Regions from separate parts of the Hordeum vulgare genome. Here region 2 is linked to region 1. Evidence: chromatin contacts called from public Hi-C data. All regions are on one chromosome and are shown on one strand. The core of a region is the stretch at or near the end of the contact, and the rest is flanking DNA. Distances in the headings are between cores, read along the strand shown.

What was found. A called contact is a pair of places that touch in the nucleus more often than the background predicts.
Region 2: a Hi-C map of leaf shows a contact between it and region 1, with 5 times the contacts expected there. The contact joins the promoter of LOC123411763 here to the promoter of LOC123413648 in region 1. A contact is called at or near these places in 2 of 6 Hi-C or Micro-C datasets (leaf and seedling) and 1 of 1 datasets of contacts at active chromatin or transcription factors (embryo).

The regions. Positions count from the first base shown.
Region 1 is chr7H:595,002,154-595,008,968 of MorexV3_pseudomolecules_assembly, forward strand. It overlaps LOC123413648 (twinkle homolog protein, chloroplastic/mitochondrial-like), which reads right to left and starts at 3,754. Exons shown (of 22, transcript XM_045106586.1): 1 at 3,359-3,754; 2 at 2,800-2,927; 3 at 2,347-2,402; 4 at 2,179-2,236; 5 at 1,955-2,098; 6 at 1,720-1,803; 7 at 1,561-1,641; 8 at 1,416-1,481; 9 at 1,189-1,302; 10 at 990-1,037; 11 at 812-897; 12 at 641-701; 13 at 141-186; 14 at 4-65. The coding sequence starts at 3,614.
Region 2 is chr7H:595,197,260-595,204,074 of MorexV3_pseudomolecules_assembly, forward strand. It overlaps LOC123411763 (pentatricopeptide repeat-containing protein At1g71490-like), which reads left to right and starts at 2,376. Exons shown (of 2, transcript XM_045104729.1): 1 at 2,376-4,738; 2 at 4,897-5,434. The coding sequence starts at 2,391. The coding sequence ends at 4,469.

The DNA.
Region 1 (6,815 bases), core at 2,504-5,003:
TACCTTGTAGAGCGCATCCATACATGTCCAACCAGTAGGAATTCCAAGCTCATCCCCATGAATTCCTAGATAATAACTATCGATCTCAGGGAAGAAATCTTTGAAGTTGAATAGACCTCTTATAGGATACAGTTCTGCACCTTCTATAACTTCTTTCAATGCTTGTGGTCCTAAGAACATAAGTACCTGTAGTTGAAAAGGGAGTTACAAGGATCAACCACAGGATGTGTAAGAACACCCAAAGTTAAAAAACAAAGTTGTCTAGTTTCATAAAAAAGAGCTAAAGATAATAGGAACTGAACTCAAATGTGGTATATATTTCAGATGGTTCTTCAGAATGTAGATTAATTGCACACACAAAACCTTACATGCTTTAATTAAGAACAACAAGTAGATTACTTTCAGAAAGCATCATAATATGTTAATACTACAATCTAGGATGAGAAAGTTAACACATGACTCTCGATACCAGTTAGCATAAGCTTATCGCTAGAGAGTCACGTTAGGAGCAGGACAATTTTACACCTCTTAGACCCTGGTCGTACTTTAACATCAGAAACCTTTCAGCATGAAAAACAAGCAAAAGAATTATAGCAATATTATTTATTAGTCAAAGTTGCATATGCATGCCATAAAAAACCTCGTTAGCATCTTTGCAAAATTCTGTCTCATTCTTCTTTGGCCATTTGACCCTCCAACACCTGATTGCATCAAATTAAATGTGGCAAACGAGTTAAATGAGGACCTGCACAGCCATAGGTAATTGAAGTAATTGTGGAAGCTTGTGATTGCAACACAATGGCACACAAACCTTTCTTTACCAAGACGTCGAGCAAGTTCCTCAGCAAGAGCCTGCCCTGGAGGATCAGCATCTGTTGCCAGTATTATCCTAGATGCCTAATACCATATAGCGAAACATATTCAGTACACCAAAACTTCTAACTTAACAATAGAGTTTGCGAATAACTTGAAACGAGGAAAATGCGCACCGGGTCAAGATACTCTTTGCAGTTCCACAGATATGAATACTTTTTATCCTAGCTTTACAGGGAACGTAAGAAGATGTTAGATCACAGTTAAGGTTTCCAGTACAGATCAGCTCACATTAAAGGAGCTATACTACAAAATAACAGTGGCAAACATAAACTGTAGTGACAAAACTAGCAAGTATCAGAAAATAGTTCTAACATGATCTTTGTCCGGAAGTTTGTTTGATACTTTCGCTGGTGCACCATCTGGCACACTCACACAATTACGATAGCCAGCCTCCTCCATGGAAAGTTTATCAATTTCACCCTCAACCTACAATGTCAGAAAGGACAACAAGCTAGTAAATACTTCGTGAACTCAAGCTGAAATGGATTGGTAACAAAAAATAAATAAGAAAAATGTCGCATGGCTAATGTAGAACATACAATGATAATATCGCGTGCTTGCTTTATATCATCCAGACCATACAAAATTTTCTCTGTGTTTGCCTCCTGTTAAGAAGAAAAAATGAGTATGAACAACATTCATATATATTAAGCATGCAACCTAAAAAGGAACAGCAGAACAAACCTGTGAAAATTTCTTAGAGACTTCCCTGTATTTGCAGCCAACAAGGACTTTATCACGTCTATAGGTGAAAGCAATAACAATCTGCAAACGAAATACCATATGTGTGTATCCCAATGCATGTTTTTCCATAGCGAAAATGCATCAAAAGTACAGTCATACCTTGTTATTCCTTTTACGTTGCGATACGTTGTTCCTTCGAAGTGTTTTTGCCGATATCATTCTTTCTGAAAAGTATGTCACGAGCTGCAAGAGATAACCATCTTACAGAATACCCATGTACAAAAGTTTTTGCCAGCATACAACAAAGAATGCAAAAGAGAACTATGAAGATGGTTTCGGTATCATTTGAAGAATATACCAATCAAAAAAGTCTACTTGATAATACTTCCATTACCTCATCACAAAGAGGCTCGAGACGAAGGTCCTCTTCACAAAGTTTTCTGATAATCTTAACTGGCTGATTTGCTTTGACTTCCTGGTCACTTTCATTTTCATTTCCAGAGTCCTTTGCTTTGTACGCCTTCGAAACTCCATCAGGCTGCAGACGTAAGACAGAACAATAGTGGTATCAAGATGTTATATTAATTTCAGTTTTGTTTAAGTTGTTGGTAAACCCACCTGGGTATAGCCTTTCCATCCACAATTCGCTCTAAAACAAGTCCAGTTTCCATGTGTACTGAAGAAACAGCATAGAACAGAGATCAGATGACAGATAGCCTACAGTACATATACCTTAAGAAAAACTCCAACTAACAATCTGGAAGTGTGCTGTACATAAAAACTCACCCATCTTCCCGGATGAAGACACTGAGGCTTCGTTCCTCGGTTGAGCCCCCTTCACACTAGTTAACAGAAGGGAAAGCATACTTAATCATTTTGTGCTTGATAGATCAAAAATATAAAGTACAATGGATCAGCAAAATAACATATATTTATCTGTACTATTATATACAGATGAACGTGTTTGTAAGCTGGTCATCAAACTGATCACAATATACAGCTACTTCCAGAGCGCTCTTTTTGTGAAAGGCAGGCCCGTTAATACATACTTCCAATGTGTGTGATATGTGAAACAGAAATGAGCTAATTAAACTGATCAAAACAAACTGTAGCTGTGAATTCTTGATGTTCTCAATCCAGACAAAATAACCCTTTTAGCTTACTTGCTTACCCAACTACATACATCATGAAAAGAAGAGAAAATGGGAAGAGCAATTCTTAATATCAGAAAAGGCATACCTGTGGGCAAATCGTCCGTTGAAAAATGCCAAGCCTCCACTGGGTCATATCTATTCCTTCCTTTTTCATCTTCTCAACCACCTTCCCTAATCGTTCTTCACGAGCCCTTCTCTCCTCCGTGGAACTAACTGTTATCCCAGAATGACAGCACATCAGTACAAAACTAAAAACAATAAGGATCCTACATCCAGCTGTTACTAAGCATTAGCAAACCACTTTCAACGCCAGAAAACAGCAGCTATGCAAAAACGCAGGTGTCCGAGGTTATTCACAACCGAGAGTCCGACAGAGCTCAAGTTCCGTAAAACAGAGTAAAACGCTTTTTCTAGACACGGACCAAGATTTCTTTCGAGCGCGATCTCCGTTGATACCATGTATATATAAGAACGCAGGCTTGAGAGCTATCTAGCTTACATACAGGCCAAAAGAATAAGAAATGTAACGCGGTACTGAAATTTCAGTAAGCACTGAACCAGCAATGCTCGCTCGGCGCAAGAGCTCCCTGTTGCAGGCGGCGCGTGATGCCGAAAGAAGAAGGAGCCAACGAATCGAGCATTACCATTCCTGGCGCGCGGGGCGGCGGCGGGCACGGCCTCGGCGGGGGCGGTCCCGAAGCAGCAGGCGAGCTCGGCCCGCCGGGGGAGGCGGGTCCGGGAGGGGAAGGATTGGAGGAGGCGGACGCGGTGGCCCCCCGCGGCGGCGAAGGCGGCGGGGAAGCGGCGGCGCGCGGCGAGGAGGGGACCCGAGCCCCCTGCGCCCGCGGAGGTGGAGGCGGCCATGAGGAGGAGCGACTGGAGGGAGGGCCGCGGTGGCATGGCGAGGCGGAGTTGGGGGGAGGGGGCGCTAGGGTTTCGGGGCGCTGGGCATGGGCTGGGGGAATCGGTGGAGGTCTTGGGGAGGAAGGAAAGAGAGGCGATGAGAGGAGGAGCAGAGGATTTTTGGATTGGATAGGAATAGGAGGGGAAGGGAGGAGGGCGAGGGAGGGGTTTAGGGTTTTACGCGCCGGCCGCCCGGCCGCGTGTTCCCCGGACTTGTGCTTACACATGGGTCCCGCTGCCAGGGACTTGGGAAACTTTCCAAGTGGTTCAGGGCGTGTTTGGCAGCCATAGTGTTTGGTTGTGTGCATTGATTCGGTTCATGTAACTATAGAGCTAACACTTATACTTAACACACAGAGTTATATAGTGCCTCTTGACTGTGATAGACAGTGATTGCGGCCTCGCGTCCGACACGACGAGCAAGGAGTCTCGGGCGAGCGTTCCCGCCGGCGTCACGACGATCTAGTTGCTAGCATCGCTGCCGCACAGAAAGTTTGTGCGGAGGAGCGTTGAGGAAGAGGACGGAGGAGGAGAAGTACAACGTGTGTCGGACCATGGCGAGTGCGGTGGACCGTGGTCACGGCGCCGCCTGCGACATGATGAGCACGGAGTTTCGGACGAGCGTTCCTGCCGGCGCGCGCGGCGAACTAGTTGCTACTGTCGCCACCATAGAGAATTTCCGCGCGGAGAAGCGTTGAGACAGAGGACGGGGAGTAGAAATGCAGTGCGTGTCGGATCATGGCGACTGCGATGGACAGTGGTCGTCGCGCCACGTCCGACACGATGTGCACGAAATTCTGCGCGAGCGACCCCGTCGACGGCACATCGAACTAGTTGCTAGCCTCGTCGTTGTAGAGAAAGTCTGTACGGAGATAGTGGACAAGGGAAGAAAAATGGAGTGCTCGTGTCATGACAGCGTTGGTGCAGTAGGACGAGAAAGAGAATGCCAAGATGACCGACACCAGAAACGACTCCGATGTAGTAGGATGCGGGCATGGAGGTCAAGAGGAACGATGCCAGCGTCGAAAGGGGTGAATAGGAGGGGTCTGAGACAGAGGGTAGAGGAGAAAAAATACAGTGTGTGCGTAATTGCGGCGTCAGTGCAGTAGTATCATCGAAACAGAAAACTTGCAACATGAATGTCGTGTAAAACTACGTTATGAAGCTACCGGTGAAAGAAAAATTCAAACGGCCGAAACTTCGAATCGATCGCAAAAATGGAACTGTAACATCGATGTGCATCTTTTTCGTGTAGATCTTATCTCGAATCAAAGCACCGTTGTGTAGATTAGAAAGGAAAAGGAAAAAAGGAGATTGGTGAGGAGCTTAGTGAAGGTAGAAGAAGAAGCACGTACGTACAGAGCTCACATCCCTCCAGCCTCATGTCGTGCACGGGCTCACCCATGTGCTCTCGTTGTGGCTCAACTCATCCTGCCTCGTAAGAAACCGTCGATCTGGGCGTGCCCAGAGAGCCAGGCCCAAAGACACTTTAAGTTTTGTGTGATGCACGGCCAACAATAAATGCAGGTAACCAAACAATCCAGTTTCTTCCTACATGGGTGTGGTTGGGCCTAATGCAGGCAACCAAACACATCCTTGTGATTTTTTTCTTCTTCTTTGTTTGGAAACATAGTATAGTTATAGTACCTTTTGAAAAATAGAACATAGTACAGTACTCCTGCCGATTCAAAACAAGAGTTGCAGTTTTGAACTGGTCCAAATCAAAATTGCAACACTTATTATGGAGCGGAGGTAGTAGTATTTGGAAGGAGAGTATTTGGATTCATTAGATAAATATACATATGTAATTAATTGTCATCCTACATATACCCTACATTTTAGTTAAAAGTGGTGGTTTCCGCTTTTATGCCGGCATCATGCTTGGCTCATGTCGTTTGCATATTCACAAGGCGATGTGTACTCTTGACTCTCATTGATATTTATTGTCCTCCTCCTTTTTGGAAGTTTTTCAGTAATAGTTGGATCATTTATTTTAAATGATGTGTTCCCTCTAACAAAATAGTATAGATTTATATAAAGGAGATTAAGAAGAGCGGTGGTTGGTGGTCGAACCATCACCAACACCCATTTTATATATGACAAAAACTATGTTTTTAGGTTAAGAGTATATTTCCCATTTAATCTCTGCTCCAAAGATCAATCCAAGCATTAGAGCATCTCTAGCAGACCCTTAAAAACGTGAAACCGTAAACGCGGTTTCCAGTTCACGAAAAACGCGTTATAAGGATAGATTCGAACTGCGATCGAACTAACCCCTTAAACTTCAACTATAAATCAAATTTTCGCTTATATTTTCCCTCATATCTTCTTCCTTTCGCCCCGTGTCCATGGTCAACTAAATTCGCTCCTAAAAACGGCGTAGAACGCACGAAGAGGCCAAATACGAAGCCGCCGGCATTCAGGACGGCTCACACGAAGCGACCATCGCCGTAGCTAGCTAGCTCCTCTGTCACTGAATCCATCGAGGAGCTAGTTAGTTAGCTAGCTAGCTCCCGTTCCCAAATCCATCCAGGAGCTAGCTAGCTAGCTCCCCGCGCCATTGCCGAATCCGCCCAGGACGACAGGGCTGCCGCCAGGACTGGTGGGGTGGCGGCAGCGAGGACTGACACGCGGCGGCCGGGGGTGGACGGGACGACGTCTGGGAACAAGCCATGAAGGTTCTGATGGTTGTTGGGCACCCTCGGGTTGGCTCCGAAATCCTTATATTCACAGGTTCAATGGGGATATTTACCATGCCCCTTAAAAAATCTTACAGGCAAAAGTCGTTTACGAAGTCTCTTTGGGACACTTTTTTAGCGCAGAAGTGTAAAATGACGGTTACTTTACGGGTTCATGAGTTATACAGGGTCTGCTAAAGTTGCTCTTAGACTTTTCCCTTAACTTTTGGTTGTTATTACCATTACTTTTTGAAGGTGCGTTATATCGACTAGAGGGGGGTGAATAGGAGATTTTTAGAATTTCATCGCCGAGGAAATGATGGGGAACATCGCATGGGAAACAAAAAATTTCCTACGCGCACGAAGACCTATCATGGTGATGTCCATATACGAGAGGGGATGAGTGATCTACGTACCCTTGTAGATCGTACAGCAGAAGCATTAGTGAACGCGGTTGATGTAGTGGAACGTCCTCACGTCCCTCGATCCGCCCCGCGAACAATCCCGCGATCAGTCCCAC
Region 2 (6,815 bases), core at 1,126-3,625, 190 kb after region 1:
TTTTCTACAGAAATAAATGTTTTGCTCCTATAGAATTCGATCACCGGTCTTTTTCTCGTGTGTCATCCCTCGGTAAATTCTCTTTAACGAGCCCGATAATTATACGCACCATAAACATGATAGTTTATGTACAAATATCGTGGTAGCATTTTTTACCCTAAAACAAAACTAATGTAAACGTACCCTCGATATCTTTTTGTATGAATAACATGGTAACTCACACATCACATACGTGATAACTTATGCACCCATGTCCTCGTAAGTTTAGCGACCGGGGGCGCGGGTGGGGGGATTAATGAAATATACCCCGGTAACTTTTGTGTGTGAATATCATGATAACTCACGAATTACAGACTTGATAATTTATGTAACCCATTCATGGTAACTTTCACAATGAAAGGAGAGGGGAGTTTATGAACTTTTGTGTGAATAGCATGGTATCTCACACATCTCAAACCTAATAACTTATGTACCCCATCCTGGTAACTTTGGCAACGAGGGTGCGGGCAAAGTTGTCAGAATAGTGATTCTGAATCGGATCGGAGATCCGTTGCTAGGATCGTGAATCATAGAATCTTAACTATCAAGATCATAGAAACTTAGATTCTATGAGCAAAATCCTAGAATCGGAGCGGCTATTTTGGATCATAGGATCGTAAGTTTCTAAGACTTGAGTCACGATTCTGACAACTTTGGGTGTGGGGGTGCGGGGTAGTTGATTAAATATCTCCTCCGTAACTTTTGTCTAAATAGCATGGTAACTAACACATTGTAGACCTGATAATTTATGTACCCCAATCCTGGTAACTTTGGTGACGGGGATGGTTGATGAAATATCTCCGTAGGTTTTGTGTTAATAGCATGGTAACTCACACATTGTAGACCCAATAACTTATGTACCCCGATCCTGGTAACTTTGGCGACGGAGAGTGCAGGGGGAGTTGATGAATTATCTCCTCGGTAACTTTTGTATGAATAACATGGTAACTCGTAATTCGCAGAATTGATAACTTATGTATCTTGGTCCTGGTAACTTTGGCGACGGGGGTGGGGGTTGTGAGTTGATGAAATGTCCCCTCGTTAACTTTTATGTGAATAGCATGATCACTCACACATCGAGACCTGATAACTTATGTACCCCGGTCCAGGTAACATACCTCAGTTTTTTTTACTTCTATGCAAATAGCACGGTAATATATGCATCTTCGATCGGACCTGATAACTTAGGTGCAAAAACCATGATAATATACCCGGTTTCCGAAATATACCCCGATAACTTCTGCTTAAATAACATGTTAATATATGTATCGTAAACATGATAGTCAACGTATAAACACCGTGGTAACTTTTGACCGAGGGAAAAAAGTTGTTAAAAAATTACACCGATAACTTGCGTGCAGAAAGAGTGGTATTTTTACGCATCACATAGCTAATAACTTACCCTCAAACACGATGGTAAATTTTCACCAGGGGAAAAATTGTTGAAATATTGGCCGATAATTTCTATGTAAAGTTATCATGCTGCCCATGATAAACTTATCACACGCTTCTCACGCTCTATTTATCAGCCTTCTAACGATATAGTTTTCACCATTTTTTATCTTGTTTAATTTTTATCGGGGCGCTAATGTTGAAGTTATCAGGATGATCATGTCATAGTTATCACGTTGCTTATGCAAAAGTTATCAAGACTATTGTTTAGCTAATATGGTAGAAAGAAGAAGGGTTCAAATACCCCGATTTTGTATTATGGAAAGAGAAGAAAGATGGGTTTTTATTGAAAGGAATGCCTCATGACTCTCTTATTTAAATAGTAGAAATAGTTACATCAGCAATTACGAAGAAATATGGGTTAGTTGTTTAGTAAGTTTAGCACTTCATCTGTTCCTAAATATAAGCCTTTTAAGAGATTTCATTAGGTGACTACATACAAAGTAAAATGAGTAAATCTACACTGTAAAATATGTCTATATACATCCGTATGTAGTCTTGTAGTAGAATCTTCAGAAAGACTTATATTTAGGAACGGAGGGAGTAGCTTCTTAGGAGACATGAGTTTGATTCTTGTTATAAGCAGTTCATTTCTTTTTATCTCATGTCTAGACTAACTGATATGAAACCGGTTTAGTAAAAGAAATCAGTGAACCGAGATGAGAATAAAAATTGGTGGGAAGAAAATCAGGGAGAAAGAATCTTTTTTTATGTTAGTTGACAGAGGGAGGAAGTACTGTTTGATGAACTGAGTTGAGTTTAGACGGTGATGGGGGCACCAAGACATGTCACCGCATCGTCGACGGCCGTTGGATCTTGCAAGTAGCGGCGATGCTGAACCGTACCGGTAGTCCCCGCAACATCGAGAGCCAGCTAGGCAACGCGCTGCATCAGCTCCCATGTCCGCCGCGGCGGCGCACTCGCCATCGCCATGGCCGCCGCCACCTCCGCCGGCGCCGACTAGACCCGACTCCCTCACCTCCCTTCTCGGCTCCCTCTCCACCCCCTCCGCCGCCCGCCTCCTCCCCTCCCCCGTCCTCGCCTTCTCCCAGCTCCGCCGCCTCCTCCCCGCTTCCCACTTCCTCCTCCGCCCCATCATCTCCATCCTCCACCTCCACGGCTCCAACCCCCGTCTGGGCCTCCAGCTGCACGCGCTGTCCCTCTCCCTCGGCCTCTCCCGGGACCCGCTCCTCCTCCGCCGCCTCGTCTCCCTCTACTGCTCCCACCCCTCCCTGCTACCGGGCGCCTCCTCCCTCGCCGCCGGCTCCACCTGCCCCGTCCCCTACAACATCCTCATGTCCTCATGCCTCGGCCACGGCCTCCCGCGCCAGGCCCTCGCCGCCTACCAGCAAATGGTCAGCAGTGCCGCGGTCACTCCGGACGCCTTCACCTACCCTTCCGTCCTCCGCGCCTGCGCCGAGGCCCGGGACCTCGCGATGGGCCGGGCGGTGCACGTGCATGCCGCGGGCGCCGGGATGGACGGACACTTGTTCTTCCAGAACGCGCTGGTGTCCATGTACGCCAAGTGCGGGGACCTGGTTGCTGCACGGAGGGTGTTCGACGGAATGGGGCACAAGGATGTCGTGTCCTGGAACTCGATGATTTCAGCGTACGCCACCGCCGGGCAATTGGAAGAGGCGGTGGAGCTGTTTCAGAAGATGCGAGCCGAGGAGGCAGAGGTGAACTCGGTCACGTGGAACACGATCGCTGGGGTGTACATCAAGATACGCGACCATAAGGCAGCGGTTGGGCTGATCCGGGAGATGGTAAGGGGTGGAGCAGAGGTTGATTTCGTGACAGTGGTGATTGGGTTGAACGCGTGCTCGCGGGTTGGCTGGCTGAGGCTCGGGAAGGAGATCCATGGGTTGGCAGTACGCATGTGCTGTGACGGGGAACAGAGTGTAAGCAATGCGTTGATCACCATGTATGCCAGGTGCAAAGATATGGATTGCGCTCACAGGCTGTTTACAATGCTGGGGAGCCCTGGTGTGGTGACATGGAATACGATGATAGCTAGTTTTGCATTGTCAGATGGGGCAGAAGAGGCTTCCAGATTTCTTCGTGAAATGGTATCTAGTGGCGTACAGCCTAATTATGTCACGGTTGTCACCTATCTTGCCCTCTGCGCCCGTGTTGCAAATCTGCAACATGGGCGGGAGCTTCACACCCACATTGTTAAGCATGGGTTTAAAGGATATCGCTTGTTGTGGAACTCTCTTATTGACATGTACTCCAAGTCTGGCAGGCTCTCCGTAGCGCAAAATGTCTTTGATACCATGGAAGACCGTGATATGATATCCTACACTTCAATGATAGCAGGATATGGAATGCAAGGGAAAGGTTCAGTTGCTCTACGGCTTTTCAACCAGATGATTGATAGTGGGATCGAGCCAGACAACATTATCATGGTCACTGTCCTGTCTGCTTGCAGCCACTCTGGACTTGTGACTCAAGGAGAAGAGCTTTTTGACAAGATGACCAGTTCATATGGTATAAAACCACAGACAGAGCATTATACTTGCATGGTTGATCTATATGCACGTGCTGGCCAATTAGAAAAGGCAGAAGGAATGCTCAATCAGAGCTCTTTCATTCCAACATCCGCGATGTGGGCAGCATTAGTCGGGGCTTGTCATGACAGGGGTAACATCATAATTGGTGAAAGGGCAGCAAGGAGACTCTTGGAGATGAGGACAGAGAATGCTGGGCACTATGTTCTAATTGCCAACATGTATGCAGCTGCAGGTTGCTGGGATGAGCTAGCAGTAGTAAGGAAGCTGATGCGAGACTTAGGTGTCACCAAAGCACCCGGGTTGGCATGGGCTGATCTCGGTAATGGGTTTACCCCCTTTTTGGTTGGAGATAGGTCAAACCCTCTAGCACCAGAGATCTATGAAGTTTTAGATGAATTGTCGGAGCAAATGAAAAATATAAATAGGTGCAGTGATCTAGAAATGGTAGAGGGACTCGTAGAGTAAACCCGGCAGTGAAGGTCCTGATCTTTCGTGTAAAATAGAGTTCATTAATTAACTCTGTAATGATATTTAACAGTGAAGCATGGAGGTTATAGCATAAAGAAACATGGAAGCAACAGATATATTTATTGATAATCTTCTGGCGGAAGGTACTCCTCAATGTTTGCTGAACAAGACATGCTCATAACTGATACATCTTCTCTGCGTCTGCCTTTACAGAGCAGTGTAGCTCACCTGAGTGCTACTTCCTCTTGACAAGTGCTGCTTGTTAGGTAATGTTCTCGCAGCACTCTTGATTTTGCATCCATGGCCTCATTGTCAGATTGAATACTTTCAGGCAAGTTGGGCTGCTCCAACCTTCTATTCCCAGAAAAGAAGAGGCTTCATAAAGATGATAATGAATTTCGGTTTGGAATCTGTGCTTGTGTAGGTCATATTGATGTGATTCGGCTAAATTCTTGTCAAGCCTGCTGCAAGGGAAATTTAAGCTAGCAATTGGGGAAGACATAAATTAGCTGGTGCTTTAGCAAGAGCTGCTCCTCTTACAGCCCGTTTTGATATTTGCTGGTCCAAAGGCGAACTGTTGTGCCTACTGAAATCTGTGGTGGCGTCAGGGCAACATTAGCATGGATGACATGCTTCCTTCCGTGTGTATCCTATGCATAAGAAAAATCTCTCACATTCAGAAATAAATTATAGGTCTCCCTCTCTCTAGCAAGTCCAAGATGCTGGGAGTCCAAATACAATTTGATTTGGGCAAAGTGACGAGGCTGGCCCAAACTGAGAGCGCACGCACTGCGGTTGTGGCTTCTGGTGCAGGTGGAAGTATTTCTCTGAATCAGAGTGCTTCTGCAAAACCCTGGGCTCAGTTGGACACCTTTTGACTTCTTTCGGAGAATTCTCATACTTCCAACCAACATCTTTGAGGCGTTAATATCATTATATATGTGCCTTTTATCTTACTGTGATTCCAAGGCTTATTCTACCCATGCATTTGTTGTAGTCTACCTTGTGTTACGCAAACACACTGAACGGAAAAAAAAAACCCAACTCATTTGGTCACTTTGGTGGGAGACTCCATTGGTACAAGGATGCATGGAGACGTCCATATAATAGTCAAGAGGAATCATTATACAATAGTTCCACTACTTAGCTTCAAACAAACTACAATACAAATATTACAACCTAGAAGAACTAGCACAAGATAAGTCAACTAGAACGGAAGAGACATCGATCCTAGCACAAGCAAACTAAACTCATGTCTCAAGTAGATTTGATGTAGAGTTTCGCGCCGATGAGAAGCGTGCTGATTGTGACGTCATCTCTACACCTGCAGACACACACATGGATTGTGTTAACAATGGACAGTCACAGGCATATAGATTAACGTACAGAGAAACATGCAAATGTGACGGGTTTTCCAATTGGTAATACCTCGACCTCGACATGAGTCGTCGCTGGTGTTGGGTGATCTCCTAGCCTTGGCAGATGGGCTAAAAAGCTTAGAGCATGGTTAATAGTATAGCCAACTGCTGGTTATAAGCCATCTTATAGCCCATCATATAGTTAGCTTCTACAATAGTTAGCTATAGAAGAGTGATGTTTTTATCATATATGGTCCACCTTTCATTCTCACAAAGTACCTAGGAGCACGTGCTAGAGCTGACTCTTTACGAAGAGCCCGCTTCCCTTCTCTCTCATCTTCTCTCTCATCCAGCTCAGCAAAAATATAGTATTTTAATCCTTACAGCCTGCTGACTGTACCTTATTGTACTTGCTCTTATAGTAGAGGCAAGCTCCTACACATCCAATAGCCACTAACACTCCAATTACTATCCCAATGATGGCCGGCGTGCTTATCTTTCTCCCCTTGTTGGTTTTCTCAGCAGCAGGTGCAGCCTCGTTGTCATCCAAGTAACAAGGTACTGGGAAAAAAAGTATAGAAAGCCAGCATCAGATATTTAGATACACATGGATGCAAAATTGGATAATAATTAGCCCCCCACTCCCTATTTTGGCATATTGCACACTCACCCTTGCATGTCAATGGCACCGGTGGAGATGAAAAGAAAGCCTCAACTTTGGATGCGTCTTTTCCTCGACATGCACGATATGTGTAGGCAAGATCGAAAGAAAGAGTTCGTGCAACCATGTATTCGCACAAGCAGCATATGCCTCTATCCAGCTCGAAATCCGGACTGCTGTCTATCGCGTATATCAGAGGCTCGCAGCATGAAGCTGTTGGCGAGGAAGGAGACTCGCTACACGATACAGCCGCAAGAGTTGTTACTTGAAACTTGCATGAATGTTTCGGATTCGGAGGCAGGGCAAGCACATGAGTTGAGCAAA